Regions from separate parts of the Mus musculus genome. Here all the other regions are linked to region 2. The links are chromatin contacts, called in public promoter capture Hi-C maps. All regions are on one chromosome and are shown on one strand. Each heading gives the region's core, a stretch centred on a gene start, on an enhancer-like site or on the middle of the called end of the contact. The rest is flanking DNA. Distances are from core to core; before and after follow the strand shown. Region 1 holds the start of Gpbp1l1 (GC-rich promoter binding protein 1-like 1). Region 2 holds the start of Cmpk1 (cytidine monophosphate (UMP-CMP) kinase 1). Region 3 holds the start of Pik3r3 (phosphoinositide-3-kinase regulatory subunit 3).

The links. Promoter capture Hi-C pulls out the DNA fragments that hold promoters and counts their contacts.
Region 1: a promoter capture Hi-C map of pre-B cells shows a contact between it and region 2, with 6 times the contacts expected there. The contact joins the promoter of Gpbp1l1 here to the promoter of Cmpk1 in region 2. A contact is called at or near these places in 2 of 39 promoter capture datasets (cranial neural crest and pre-B cells).
Region 3: a contact with region 2 is called in a promoter capture Hi-C map of pre-B cells, with 8 times the contacts expected there. The contact joins the promoter of Pik3r3 here to the promoter of Cmpk1 in region 2. A contact is called at or near these places in 4 of 39 promoter capture datasets (cranial neural crest, frontonasal cranial neural crest, pre-B cells and 1 more), 1 of 484 Hi-C or Micro-C datasets (pre-B cells) and 1 of 115 datasets of contacts at active chromatin or transcription factors (pancreatic cancer cells).

What each region holds. Positions count from the first base shown.
Region 1 is chr4:116,556,395-116,559,094 of GRCm38.p6, forward strand. Gpbp1l1 (GC-rich promoter binding protein 1-like 1) reads left to right here and starts at 1,264. Exons shown (of 12, transcript NM_029868.3): 1 at 1,264-1,434. It also overlaps a transcript of Tmem69 not described here.
Region 2 is chr4:114,985,849-114,988,548 of GRCm38.p6, forward strand. It overlaps Cmpk1 (cytidine monophosphate (UMP-CMP) kinase 1), which reads right to left and starts at 1,380. Exons shown (of 6, transcript NM_025647.3): 1 at 1,118-1,380. The coding sequence starts at 1,285.
Region 3 is chr4:116,220,230-116,222,929 of GRCm38.p6, forward strand. It overlaps Pik3r3 (phosphoinositide-3-kinase regulatory subunit 3), which reads left to right and starts at 1,379. Exons shown (of 10, transcript NM_181585.6): 1 at 1,379-2,184. The coding sequence starts at 2,079.

The DNA of each region.
Region 1 (2,700 bases), core at 14-2,513, 1.6 Mb after region 2:
TTATTTTTTTAAAGGCAGGATTGCCTGGAACGCTTAACTTGCAAAACAACGTTGTTGAGTCGACTGGACACATCTTCCTCCGCATTTGAGTCCTTTATTACTACCACTGGGCGAGAAAGAGGTGTTGATTTTGTTTTTACCTTATTCTCTATTACCTAGAAATTACATTGAGGAATACAGAAGACTGGGGCCCAACATTCAGAATTCTATGAATCAAAGTGTGGCGTTAGGGGCATTGAGCTTGAAGGTCATCCAGGAAGTAACATTGTTGAATTTATCCTCTGTGTGATTTATTCTAAGTCTCCTCTCCCACCCCCAACCTGCCATCTGTCGACCAAAAGGAACAGCTACCAAGTACTTCGAGCGTTCTTGGCTCCTTGTGTAAAAAGCTGAAGACAAAAAGGAGAGTTCATTTACGTAGGGACTCCTTTTTGACTACTTCCTCCATTCTAAGCAGTAAAACTAACTTCCTGAAACATTCGTTTTTAGTGAGACGCTGTCCGCCAGTTTTATTACCTTCTCTGGCAAGGTTGTACGGTCCCTTCCTGTCGTGCAATAGCCAAGAGAGTGCTTATAGACTCTTTTGGGGGTTTATTAGCAAAGACTGGGCTGGAGCAGATTTCAACCCTCCATTCTGGCGGCTCCGTGACGCCTGCAATGCCCATGAACTACAACTCCCGGCAGGTAGTGCGCCCACACCGCCGCGCATGCTCTAGTCCGGAGGGGCGGGAGTATGTGTGTGTCTATGGCTTGCCTAGGACTGTAGTTTCCACGGCGCGCGCCTGTGAATGGAGGGGCAAAGGTGTACAGGGCTCGGAAAACACACTCTTCCGCTACTTGTTTGACAATTCTAGTAGTTGGCGAAGCATCTGGTTCACAATCGAGGTGTGAGAAGGTGAAGAAAGAATGGGTGGGGGAAGAACTGGTACAAATATATCCTCCCATATTCACGTGCTCCCAGGCCGGAGGACCCGGCTGGGAGCTTTAAAGGGGCGTGCTGAATTCGGCTGGTCCTCGCCCCAAGAGCGGCACAAGGAGAGGCGAAGGCTTTGCGGAAGGGAGAGTGGACCGACCGGCGTCGCGCCGAAGGGCGCCGGGGGCGGGGCGGGAAGTAACCGCTGCAGGAGCAGCCCAACGTTTCCAGAGCGAGCCGCGGGCGCCCGGGCGGGGTCACGAAAGCTGGAGCTCACGCCTGCGCGTGCGCCGGTGCTAGTGGGCGTGAAGGAGGCGGGCCGAAGCGGCAGAGGGAGGGCCCAGCCGGCCGTCGCTCCTCCTCCACCCGCTCTGCCCCCTCCTGGGCCTTGTGGGCCGGGCAGCCATTTTGGGAAGAGCTTTGTTATGGTTGTGGGCTAGTCACCTCTGCTGGTCGGAGAAGCTGAGGACGCGTCCTCAGACGCCGCGAGTCGTCCTTGACCGTAGCCCCGCCGCTGCCGGGTGAGTATGGGTCCTGGACACCGAGCAGAAGGAGACCTGGAGTGGTCCCGGCACGGGCTCCGCCGGCACCTAACTGGCCGTCTAGGAAAACTAGTTAGAAGAAGGTCTTGCACAGGTGGTTGGGTGTGGGTCCGCCGGGGTGGACGAGGGACCTGGGAGTCGCCGAGTTGGAACGTCCCCCTCCCCCCCGCCAACGGGAGGAGTCTTGCACACTAGCGTCGCCGCGGCGGTTCCAGAGCTCTCCGACTTCAACTTCAGTTCCCGGTCGGAAACGCTCACCTGCGGCTCCGGCTCCTCTCCAGGAGTTCCGGCTTGATAGTGGTTGAGTGATTTGGTTTACTTGGGTTTTATTATCATTATTATCATTACTATTATTATTATTATTATTTTACCTTTCTTTAAAATAAGAGCCGAAGGCTTCTGTTTTCCAGTTAAGAGAAACTTAACGAGGAAAAAGTCGTGTAAGTCAAATGTGGACTATCTGGGCGAAAGGGAACTTCCACGCCCGGAGTCGCGGTTCTCTGGGGTAGGGAGACCTTTTCAACTTCAGATTGTCTTACTGGTTATCTACCAAACTCCGTCCCATTGGAGTGGAAGTTTGATTAGTTGAAGTGGCTTAACTAGTCGTTTTTATTCCATGCTAAATCTTCCCAACCCATAAAATTCAAAAGATACTGAATCTAAAATGGCTGTAGCCTGAGGAAGAACCCTGTTTAAATGCTTAAATATAATAACATTTCAGTCGTTTTTTCCCCTATGGGACGTTTTCTCTTAGGAGTTTTTGACAATTGGTACCTTTGAAGAGGGTAGGTGTAAGCGAAGGTGAGGCTCAGGAAGTTTACTGCAAAAGTTTACATAAGAATGGGTGCGGTTTTTTGTTTTTGGTAGTTGTGAATAGTTCTGAAATTGTGCTGTGGTATCAGTTTTGTCTGCCACTTTTGTACTCTGAGGTTGGCATGTATAATGTGTTGAATAGTTTAACTTTGATAACTCTTACCCGGAAAACCAGAAGTTAGTGGTGGTTCATGGTTTTTGTTTAGTAATAAAGCCACTTTTTTTGTAAATCTCATCAAAAACTAAAGAGTATTAGACGCCAGTAGACAGATTTGTAGTTTGTTGGTGGTCGAATGTTTTTTGTTTTCAAAATGGGTTTGTCAGTGTAGCCCTGCCTATTCTAGAACTCACTCTGCAGTCCTTGCTGGGCTTGAACTCAGACCCTGAGTCCTGGGATTAGAGCGCTTTTATCACTTCTGCTCCACTCATGAG
Region 2 (2,700 bases), core at 130-2,629:
GTAATTCTAGACATAACTGTAAAACACACAACTTTTAGACCACATTACTTTATTTATCTGTGGTTGTTCTTTAGAGAATAGACTATAGGGCAGGAGCTGAATATATGAACGTGGAAAAAAATACAAAGCAAATATAGGCCACGGCTTATAGGAAAAGAAGAAATTATCAAGTTCTGGGTCAAAACCTTTTATCAAGCACTCAATTTAAAGGTGAATGTTGGGTGTTTTTCCCCAACCCTGCCATTTCTTTCTGATTGTCTTGTTTTCCTTTAAAACACTGCCCAAGACAGTCCATTAAGCCTTCCTCACCGCATCATTACAGCTCATAGGGGCTAGAAAAAACAAGACAGTCCATCACTACAGCTAACACGGGCTAGAACCCATACCTGCTTGAGTTTAAAGTCTTTGCCTCTCTCCGTGTACATGCCACCCCTGACCTCAAATACTAAAAGAATGGAACTGGTAAACTTATGTCAAAACTTTAATTGTATTTAGTTATTTGTGTGGGCAAACCCTTGAGCTCTAGAGTGAACATCATAGGACAACTCGCGGGAGTGGGGTTGTGGTTCTCTGTGGGTCTCAGGGATGGAACGTGGTGGTAGGCGCCCTTACCCGTTCAGCCATCTCTGCAGTCCTAAAGCAAACATTATTTAAAAAATGATAAGAGGATTTTATAGTTGGGTGGTGTTTTACTTTCTCGGAGAGCAGAGTTTTTTATTTGCTTAGACAACTGAGGTTCACTGAGAGTGAGTGACTCACTCGCCCAAGGAAAAGGGCGTGAGTTGTCAGCTGGGCCAAAGGTTAGCGCCTGGGCTCTCACAAATCCGGCACTTTAACTACCACAAGATCCGGGTCGGGTTCCTCGAGGCCGGTTAGCCGGAGACTGACAGCCAGAGATGTAGCGAGAAGACCCGGATCCCAGGAGTGGAAGCAAGGGCGCGCGGAAACAAAGCACTCGTAGACTCGACGCCCCTCGGCCCGGGCGCGCGGTGGCCGTCGGGACTCGTAGTCCGCTCCCCACAGCGAGGGGCGCGGCCGCCAACGCGGCTGCTCCCTCCGGCCCCGGCCCGCTCCGCTCAGCCCGGGAGCTCTCCGTCGCCCTCCCGCACGGCCTCACCTCGACAATGCGCGCGCACTGGGTCCCCTTGCCCGCACCGGGCCCGCCCAAAACGAACACGACCAACGGCTTCATGAGGTGGAGAGGGAAGAGCCGCAGTGTGCGGGTCAGCGGCGGGCAGCTCGGGACCAGGACGTGCGGGAGCAGCCGACGACAGCTGCTCAGCATACAACGCGCTTCTGACAGCGGCCGGCGCGGCGGCGCGGGCGGGGCGGCAGGGAGGGGGCGGGCAGAGCGGGCGCCGGGGCCCCGCCGCCAGCTGCCGGCCGCCGTGACAGGAAGGGGCGGGGCCTCCGTGCGCTGCGCCAGCTTCCGCTCGCGGTTCCGGTTCTTCCTAACGTGGCTGGAGACCCAAGGCATTTCAGTTTCAGAACCTGGATTGACGTTTAGGCAGACCAGTGGTTCAATCTCCCGGGTTTCCCTTTCCCAAGAGAAGCGGCCTAACCGAAGAGGCAAGCACAGGAGTCAGTAGGAACAACGGCATTGTTGGGAAGGAAACCAAAGGAAAATGAGAACAGTTTGAGGTTTGCAAAGAAGGCCTCTAAAGAGGTGACCTTGGAACCAAGACTTGAGGACTGAAAAGAGCAGAGACTTGGATGCAGTGACCCGCCAAGAGAGAAGGGCATGTTAGAAGGTTAGGGCTGGATAAGTGGAATGGAAAGTCATTAATGGAGAGTTGAGTCGGTTATGGAAAAGCACTTAGGTTATATTCTAACCGCAGGGAAAGACTTTAAGCTTAGCTCTGTTACCCTGACTCGGGCCATTAGGGAAAACTCTGAAGAGAGAAGAAAAAGAGTGAAAACTGAGCCTGGATGAACACAAACCTTTGAAAATTGGAGTCGGCAGTGGTAGCATTTTCATGGAGTTTTTTATAGTAACAGAACAAAGCTATGAATCATGGCAATTTTTTTTTCAGATAACTTGGTAGAGATGGTTTCTAGCAAAGCTGGTACTGTTATTGGCCCCAGATGCCAAATGATGACGAGAGGGATGAGACAAGCTGATCCAAAGGTAGTGAGTTATCTCAATGGATGGTTCACAATCAGTTACAGATTAAACTTCCTTCCTCCTCACTGCTGCACTTGACTAGAGATAGAGTAAGACAAAGCCCACCTACCTCAGAACTCCCCCAGTGTGCTTTAAATTGGGCCTGCAAGCTCACTTCTCGGTCTTTCTTGGTAATGGGAGACCCCAGCATGCTGAACTTCTGCAAAATAAAACACTCTTTGTATTTACATACTTTTTGAATCCAGGGTGTCATTCTTTGAAAAGTCATGGACCCTTACAATCACATTCTTAGCCTTTGGGTTTGGAAGCTAGGATTCTGTTTGTATGTTACAAATGGACTTACCTAATAGTCACAAGAATGTTAGGTCACATAGAGGTGAACAATAAATGGTTGATTGGGGGCTAAGATAGATAATTTGGCTTTGGACCTACAATATTCCAGCTCCCCAAATAAGAAACCTGAAGTCAAAGGCTGAAGCAGGAAGATGATAGGTTTGAAGCCTGACTGTATTCCCAGCACTTGGGAGGCAAAGGCAGATGGAACTCTGTGAACTCAAGACCACCCTCATCTGGTT
Region 3 (2,700 bases), core at 129-2,628, 1.2 Mb after region 2:
CAGGATGGCAATTCTAGGCACAGGTTAGCTATTCAGGGTTCCCCAGCAAGTTAATTAGCTGTTTCTGAAATGCATGAAAATGTTCAGCATTTTTTCTGAAGCAAGTCTCAGAACTTTAAGCTTGGAAGGAGGGACCTGTGTGTTAGGAAGTGGGAAACAGAAAAGCGCCTTTTTGGTAGGGGAATGCAACACCTGTGACTTACCACAGAAAACACACAGACACTGTAATTTAAAAAATCTATTTAATTCTTATTTCTTTATTTTCTGATTTGAGTACTAGAACTGGAGGGCTCGATGAGATGCCTCACTCTTTGCTTGAGCGTAACTATGGGTTCTAAAGTCCTTCAGTGTGAAGCGGAGTAGCGGGGGGGGGGGGGGATGACTCCCCAAGGAACATTCAAGGTTCAGGTACCCTCAGGGAGTGTGTGTGTGGGGGGGGTGGGGTGGGGGACGATGGGGATCTTGTCTGGACAGAGAGTCCTGCAAGTGGGCTTGGCGACCTTTGCTGTATCTGATGATTTAACACCGGGGTAGGGGAGGGCGAACGCAGCAAGGTGAAGAGGTTTGTGAGGAGGAACTCTGCCCAGAGACTTCCAATGGAGCAGAAGAGTGTGCGCCCCGCCAAGTGACAGCACGCCCCGCTGCCGCCGCTCCCCTCCCCCCGCAGCTAGTCTCCAGGCAGAAGAGTCTCGCGCCAGCCCGTTCTCCCCCTCGTCACTCGTCCGGGAGGACCGAGCCACAGCGGGAAGCCCCGCCAGTCTCCGGGCAGCTTGAGCCCCCGAGCGCTCGCCCAGCCTGTCAGTAACCGCCGTTTGCGCCTTCTTTCTTTCTCCACACCCCCTCTTCTTCCTCCTCTTTTCTTTTCCCCTCTGCCTTTGTCCCGCTTAGTAACTGAGGTCCGACCAATCGCCGCCTTACCGGCCGGCGCCGGCTATCTCCTGATTGGCTCGCTTGGGGCGCGCAGCCGTCTCCGCTCCTCAGCTGGAGCAGGGCAGACAAAAGACGCAGGCTCGGGCTCCGGCAACCGGGCTCAGCCAATCACCATCCGCCCCCCACTCTTGGAGGAGCTCGCGTGCGCCCGGCTCCGACTCCTGGCGAGCGGCCAGCGCCCGGACTGTACCATTCTGAGCGAGGCTAGGGGGTAATGGCAAAGTCTGATTAAAGTGTCGAGTCTCGCAGGCTGACGGGGAGAGTTAAAAGTCGAAGCGGAGGGTGGTGGCAGTCTTCATTTCTTAGGCACTTGACAATCTTTGCAGTTAAGGTGCAAAGGAGTGGAAAGGACAGTCGAGCTACCGGCTCTTCCTCCTGTCCTGCCCGGTTGGTTGGCGCCTCAGCGGGGGTGGCAAGGGGGGAGGGCGGGGGAGGAGGTCCCCTCAGCGCAGTTAAAATGAAACTCTAGTGGTTGGAGCCAGGGCAGAGCGTGAGGGGAGCCGGCGCTGTCGTGGTTACCTTTACTACTCGGGCACAGTCGAGCTGACTGGACTCTCCAAGGGGTCGCCATCCCGAAGCTGCGGAAGCTTGGGTTCCCAGCCTGACGCGAATAGAGCCCGAGTCCCAATCCCAGAGGGAATCGCTCTCCGCAGACCAGTGGGACCCCGAAACTTGAACGCAAACCCCCTTTTCAAGCCTTTGTCACTTCCCCAGCTTTCTCCCAACGCGTTCTTTTTTCCCCCTTCCTCTCCATTCTCTCTTCTCCGAAGGACACAAAAGTGGCTTCCGCTGAAAGATTAGGAGGCGGTGGGAGCTTTTCCCTTTGGAGAGCGATTGTGTAGGAAGGATTTTCGGGAAGCTGCTTTTTAACACCACTGCTCTTTGCTTTCCGAGCTTCCCTGTAACCCTCTGAGGTAAAAACCCCGTAGCTTGAAAGTTCGGGGTATTTTGTTGGGTGCTTTAGGAGGAGAGAAGAGGAGGACCTTGTCCTCATCCTAGTAGTTTGGCTGGACTTGTACTGGCCGTTGGAAACCCCCAAGTACATTTCCGTGTGGAACTTTTGCAAATATATATTTAGATTTTAAATATCAGATAAAAGATATATATGCTTTTTATATATTTCCCGACGACCTGCCCCTGACAGCGCGATGTACAATACGGTGTGGAGTATGGACCGCGATGACGCAGACTGGAGGGAGGTGATGATGCCCTATTCGACAGAACTGATATTTTATATTGAAATGGATCCTCCAGGTATTTGAGAGCAAACTTGTTATTTTTATTATTTTTTAAAATTTTTGGATGGGTCTGATTTGTGCTTAACAAAACCCCGGTGACGTTTTCAGGCCAGAAGTATTCTTGGGTGCGCCAGGTTCGGGATGAGGGGTAGATTGCAGTTATAGCTGCAGTAAAACTGCTCTGGCTTACACCTTTAAAGTTTGCAGTTAGGACCCTGATCCCATTGTCCTGAGGGGGTGGGGGCGGGGGGACTGGAGTGGGAGGAAAGACCCGTTTTGGTTTGGCCTTTGCATGTCATTCAGGGTTTTGACGGCCCTCCACTTTTTTTTTTTTTTTTAATCAAGATTTCTGCTGGCAAGGGATGTATTATAATCCATGCTTGAAGAATTTCCCTTTGTGGCGATTCCTTAAAGCTTATACTTTAGTGCAGTTATCTGCTATGGTTCGTTGTTATTTTACCTTGGTTAACTTTAGAAACTGAGTTGCCTTTGTGATTATTCATTTTGAGACTCCGTGCTTCTCTCATAGAAA